2 separate regions of the Sus scrofa genome follow, and region 2 is linked to region 1. The links are chromatin contacts, called in public Hi-C maps. All regions are on one chromosome and are shown on one strand. The core of a region is the stretch at or near the end of the contact, and the rest is flanking DNA. Distances in the headings are between cores, read along the strand shown. Region 1 has its middle 34 kb from the start of TTR. Region 2 holds the start of B4GALT6 (beta-1,4-galactosyltransferase 6).

Region 1 (2,700 bases), core at 37-2,536:
TGAGGTCACTGAAAACAGGAATGGGCCTCTTTGGTCTGTATCCTCTCGTGATACACTCAAACAAGACAATTGAAAATTTGGAAAATCCAACAAAATATTCATATTGATTTCCTAAACCTATGTGTGATCAATGATGTCAGTGTCTCACCTGTCTGTCCTTCATTTAATTTGCAACCACTAAAGTGCAGCATCACAAACCCACTTTTGTCCTCAACAGAATTTTTTTTTTTTTAGGGCCACACACTTGGCACATGGAGGTTCCCAGGCTCGGGGTCCAATTGGAGCTATAGCTGCCAACCTACGCCACAGCCAAAGCAATGCCAGATCCAAGCTGCCTTTTCAACCTACCCACAGCTCACGGCAACACCAGAGCCTTAACCCACTGAGTCAGGCCAGGGATCGAACCCGAAACCTCATGGTTCCTAGTTGGATTCATTTCCACAGTGCCACGACGGAAACTCCAAATTTTTTTTTTTTTTAATCTTATGGCTGCACCCAGGCATATGGAAGTTCCCCAGGCCGGGAATTGAACCTGCACCTCCACAGTGGCTAGGAGCTAGTGTAGTCAGATCCTTAACCCACTGCGTCATGGCAGGACCTCCATCATCAGAAAGTCATAATCAGTGAATTCTGAGAAGGGCCTGAAGGGTTCTGAGAGAAAGAGAACTAGGGAGGTTTTAGTGCATAATGGGAACTACTTTTAATGACTCAACATTTCTTCTGTTTATTTCAGAGTTTCTTTATATATTCTGGTTGCTTGGATTGCCAAGAGATTTTACTCACTGTATTAAAGATTTGTTTCCTTATTCTGTCCTCTTACCCAAGGCTGACATCAGGATGGAACCCAGAAGTCCCACTTCCCATATCAACTGCTTTCAGCTTCTTGCAGCAGAAAGTTTGGTTTCACAACCCTCTGAGTTAGACCCTGCTGCAGTCTTCGCGAGCTTTGTCATTCCCAGCCCCTCCAAGGTCCATGCTTACCGTCACCCCATTTTTACACGGCCTTTTTCTCTTCGGGAAAATATTGGGGTGAGGAAGGAAAAACAGTCTTTGGGGTACTGCTCTGAAAAAGTTGAGGAAATGCACAAAATATAAACATCATAAATACTTCTAAATAGACTTTTGTTAGAATGAAGCCCAAGTTGAGTTGGCTTACAGCAAACTATGTGTACATTCACCTCGTAGTAATTGACATGTTTTTCTGTTTGGAGATCCTCTGGACCATAGAAAGAGGTGGAATAACAGAAGCACATTTCTCCTGGGCATGTCCCAAAACCATCGCCTTTGAACTAAATGTGTGTCATATGCTTCGGGCCACAAGATGGCACTATGCATGCAGCAAAAGAAGGCAAAGTCCAAGTATCAAAACTAAAAGAAAAAAATTAAGCAATTTAACAAGGGCATAAGCAAGGCAAACTCACAAAGGCTAATATCTGCCTTTGCTACCTGTGCTCCTCCCAGATAAAGTGTGATATGCTTCAGGAGTGCCTGAGGAAAGAAGCCCAGATTATGAAAGGCTGATAAAATCTGTACAGCTCCTTCTGTGGTGAAATACAAAATGTCTTTCTCAAGGTCAGTCATGAGACTTTGATTCTATTAAAAATGCTGCCCTTTCGAGGAGGGATTGACCAACAAATTTACAAATAACACAATCATCCTGGTGTGGACTAATTTACAAATAGATATTGATTTTTTCTGCAAAGCAAGATGCAATGAAACTAACATTTGTTGCCTTCTCACTATGGGCAGAGCCTCTTTTAGTGACTTTAAAGTTTATTCAAAGGTAAGACCCAGCCTCTGCCCCTCAGGGGTTGACACAGTAGTGGTCATTGTAGTTACAAACATCTTCTGAAAACCAAGACAGCCCAGTAATAAACAAGATGTCAAAGATAGCACCAAGGCTGCTTGAAGAAATTAATTCCTCCATGAACTTGGGGATGGGAATATCTAAGGGGCTTCTTAGAGAAGCGGGCTTTTCATGAAAAGTAAAGATTAAGTCAGCAGGGATCAGCTTAATGCTCACCTCACAGAGCCGAGGGTGGCTAGTGTTTGAGAAATGACATGCAGAGGACATGGCAGAAAGTAGGGATACAGGGGGAGGTTAAGTCCTCAGTCCCAGACTCGATGCAGTTAAGAGCCACAGGAAACTTCTAAGCAGGACAATCTTATGAGCAGAGTTTAGAACGAGCCGTTGGGGTGTGGTGGGGGATGGGTTGCAGGTGGGAAATACTAAAGAAGAGGGCGGGGGAAAGTTGAAAATAACCCCAACCCATGTGAACATTAAATATTAACCTTTTTTTCCCTCTGACGTTCATTGATTTTTCCATGTATTCTGGAGCCTCTTTCCTCGGTGTAAATTTTAAATGTTATGTCAACAAGGTCACTGAACAAACAGAGAGGCCAGATATAATTATAGCCAAAATGTTTCCCTAAACAAAATTGGGAGACCGGCACTTGACAGAAGATTATTTTCCCGATGGATGAATTCATTTATATACCAAGTCTTATGGAGTTAAGCAACCAAAACAAAACCGAGTAATTAAGGAATCTCTTACATTTAAAAATAATAAAAGTTCTTGAAATTAGACTGTTCGAGAAAATCATTGAGCTATGTTTGTTCCCATGACAACTTGATTTCACTTTGGTCTCCCTTATGAAAAGGTAAGCTGAGCCAAGTACTTTTTATTTATTATTCTGTCT
Region 2 (2,700 bases), core at 97-2,596, 130 kb after region 1:
AACCAAACTCACATACCAAAACCATGCCCTGCAGCAGTTTATGTGACACGTCTGAAATCACATTTCAAATAAAATGCTTTCTGCCGGACCCCCGCTTATACAGCTTCCAAATCCCATAAGTAAGGTGCAGCGTTTCCTTCACTGTGACCGTGGGAAGTGAGGGTGTGTCTCGGTGCTTACCGATACCCGGAGCCACATAGATGAAGTAGAGGCAAGACGAGGAGAGGGAGAAGAAGAAGATGAAGGCGAGGAGGGAGCGATTGGAGACCCGCATCATCCGCCTGAGCACAGACATCTTCCTCTTCCCGGCCAGCAGCTCAGGCTGCACTCTTAGGCCGGACTTGGGGGCACCGTCCAGGCCCTAAACTTCCATGAATGTGCTAAAAAAAAAAACAAACCCCGAGACTGCAGCGGGGTCCGTGCCCGGAGGCTCTGGGGACAGAGGGCCCGAGCGGGGAGAAGAGAGGAGGGAGCGAGTGGAATGAATGGGAGGCTGGGGAGTCGGGGGAGGGGAAGAGCCGGAGGACGCCGAGGGAGGGGGCAGGGGAGAGGGGACGCGGGGCGGGGGGCCCGGGGACCTAAGGACCCGAGGAGGCCGTGGAAGGGCTAGGACGCGCTTTCGATCGGCCTGGCAGCGGCGGGAGGAGGGACTGCAGGTGGGGAGAGGCGCGGGCTGCGCACCGCGGCGCCCCTGCGGAGAGGGCCCGCCGACTGCAGCACGCTGGGCTCCCCCGCGGCTCCAGCTGCCTGCGCCCGCCAAGGTCCAAGTCGCGAAGCCCCGGCACTCAAGGTCCTGGCCGCCCGCACTCCGCAGGCCCGCACCGCCTCCTTCTCCCGGCCGAGGCGTCTCGTGCCTGTGCGGGGCTAGCGTGGACGCCGGGGCCGCAGCCTGCGCGCGCGATGCGCGGGGGCCCGAGGGGGCCCTGGGGGCCGAGGAGCTAGGCGCTCGCCGGCGCACAGCCTCCTCCTCATGCCGCGCGGGGCCCCGGCTTCCCGCGGCGGCCGCGGGAGCAGAGCGCAAGCGAGGGCGGCGTCTCGGCCAGCGGCGAGCGCGCTCCGGCTCCGGCTTCTGCCACCGCCAGCTGTCCGCACGGCCGCAAGGGCGGTAACCGCAACAGCATTACCGCCGCCGGCCCGGGGTGAGGCGCCCCTGCCGGCGCCGCCCCCGCACGGCCCCCGGACACCAGGCGAAGAGCCGCGGGGCGACTGGCGCTGCGGTCAGAGCCGAGGAGCCTGAAGATGAGCCCGGGAGCCGTCGGAGCCGCGTCTGGGACGCAGAAGGGGCGGACCTCCAAGGGCCGGGGAGCTTGTCCAGAGACCCCCGAGGGTTTGGCGCGCTCCCTCGGAACTGCAGGCGGCGCTGCGCCCGCCCGGAGGAAACCCCAAGGCCCCCGCCCACACCTCCCCTCCCCGCGCCCGAAACACCGCGCCTCCTGATTGGCCCGAGCGGCACCGCGCAGAACAACCTGCCCACCCCACCCCCTTCACGCTAGGACCCGCTCCCCGGCCGCCTTCTGCGTCACTGTCGCCCCCGCGCGCGGGTGCGCGCGCTGGCACCCCCGCGCTTGCCACGCTGCTGGGGGCTGAGAGACGAGACTTGAGCTTCGAATACGTTCCACCCTGGGGATGGATAACGAAAGATGCTGTGCCTGGAGGAAAAGGGAGTATCTCTGAGGAGGAGACTCCTGTGATGTGCTTTCCTCCCAAAGTGCATGCTCTGGGAACCAGGTGTTCTTCGTAATGAAACCTCCCATCCTGCACTTCCTCTAGAAACGTACAATAAGGATGGGATACGGATCTGTGTATATCCCTTATGCTAGAACTTGCCTTCCCATCTGAAGGTGAACACTGAGTAGTCCTACTTTAGCTGTACGGGTTCAGGAGGGGCGGAAAAGACTTGGGCGCAGATAGGCCCTTGAGCGCTGCAGCACCAACCAGCTTCAATAGGCAAATTGTTTTAATGCACCTCCTAGGTCGTGGTCTACCCTTTGTTCAAAAGCTGCCTTTTCCTACTAGTTAGTCCTTAGCTATATACATTTTTCCCAAATGTGTTTGCAGGTGTTTGTTTTGCAGCTAATCATGGAAGGAGTGGCTGCATGCCATTGTTTGCTCAGTATTTCCAGATGCAGTGTATCTGGTTCCTTCCTAGCAGGATACCCATGCCTTCCATCATCTCTGAGTAGTACTAAACTATGTGGAACCTGAAACACCTGAGTTAATTCCACCAAGGCCTTTGATTAACTGAAAGTCATGCCAAGCTACTACCCTCTGCAAGCCTCTCCTCAGCTTTCAAACGGTGGGTATGATAACAAGCTTGCAGGTTGTGGGATTAAATCAGATAACTATGAAATGCTAAACATGATGTCTGGCACCTAAGAGGTTCCCTTACATCTCATTAGACAATTGACTGGATGAAATCACAAGTTCAACTTCATTTCTTAATATTTCACTTTTTGGAGTACTTACAAGTTACTCAAGTTCTCTGGCTAATTTGATATGTAATGTAAAAGAAAATGACACAATTTTGCAGCATTTATAGATGCTTAAGGGGACTCTGAAATACAAAATGGAGCAACCTATTACATAAAAGATAAAACTCACTTGTTTAAAAAAAAAATCTATACAAGCGAAAGAAATCCATGAATGGTGACAGAGTTCCCCTCGTGGCGCAGTGGTTAACGAATCCGACTAGGAACCATG

Evidence for each region. A called contact is a pair of places that touch in the nucleus more often than the background predicts.
Region 2: a Hi-C map of liver shows a contact between it and region 1, with 2.1 times the contacts expected there. The contact joins the promoter of B4GALT6 here to the enhancer-like site in region 1. A contact is called at or near these places in 1 of 5 promoter capture datasets (liver) and 3 of 47 Hi-C or Micro-C datasets (embryonic fibroblasts, fibroblasts and liver).

What each region holds. Positions count from the first base shown.
Region 1 is chr6:115,461,160-115,463,859 of Sscrofa11.1, forward strand. No RefSeq gene overlaps it. Among named protein-coding and RNA genes, the nearest start is that of TTR, 34 kb to the right of the region's middle. Within about 2 kb of position 1,287, at least 11 of the 83 cell types and tissues checked have an H3K27ac peak or open chromatin away from gene starts, as enhancers often do. A contact at or near this core is called in liver, where this site is marked.
Region 2 is chr6:115,591,919-115,594,618 of Sscrofa11.1, forward strand. It overlaps B4GALT6 (beta-1,4-galactosyltransferase 6), which reads right to left and starts at 1,347. Exons shown (of 9, transcript XM_003127886.5): 1 at 181-1,347. The coding sequence starts at 295.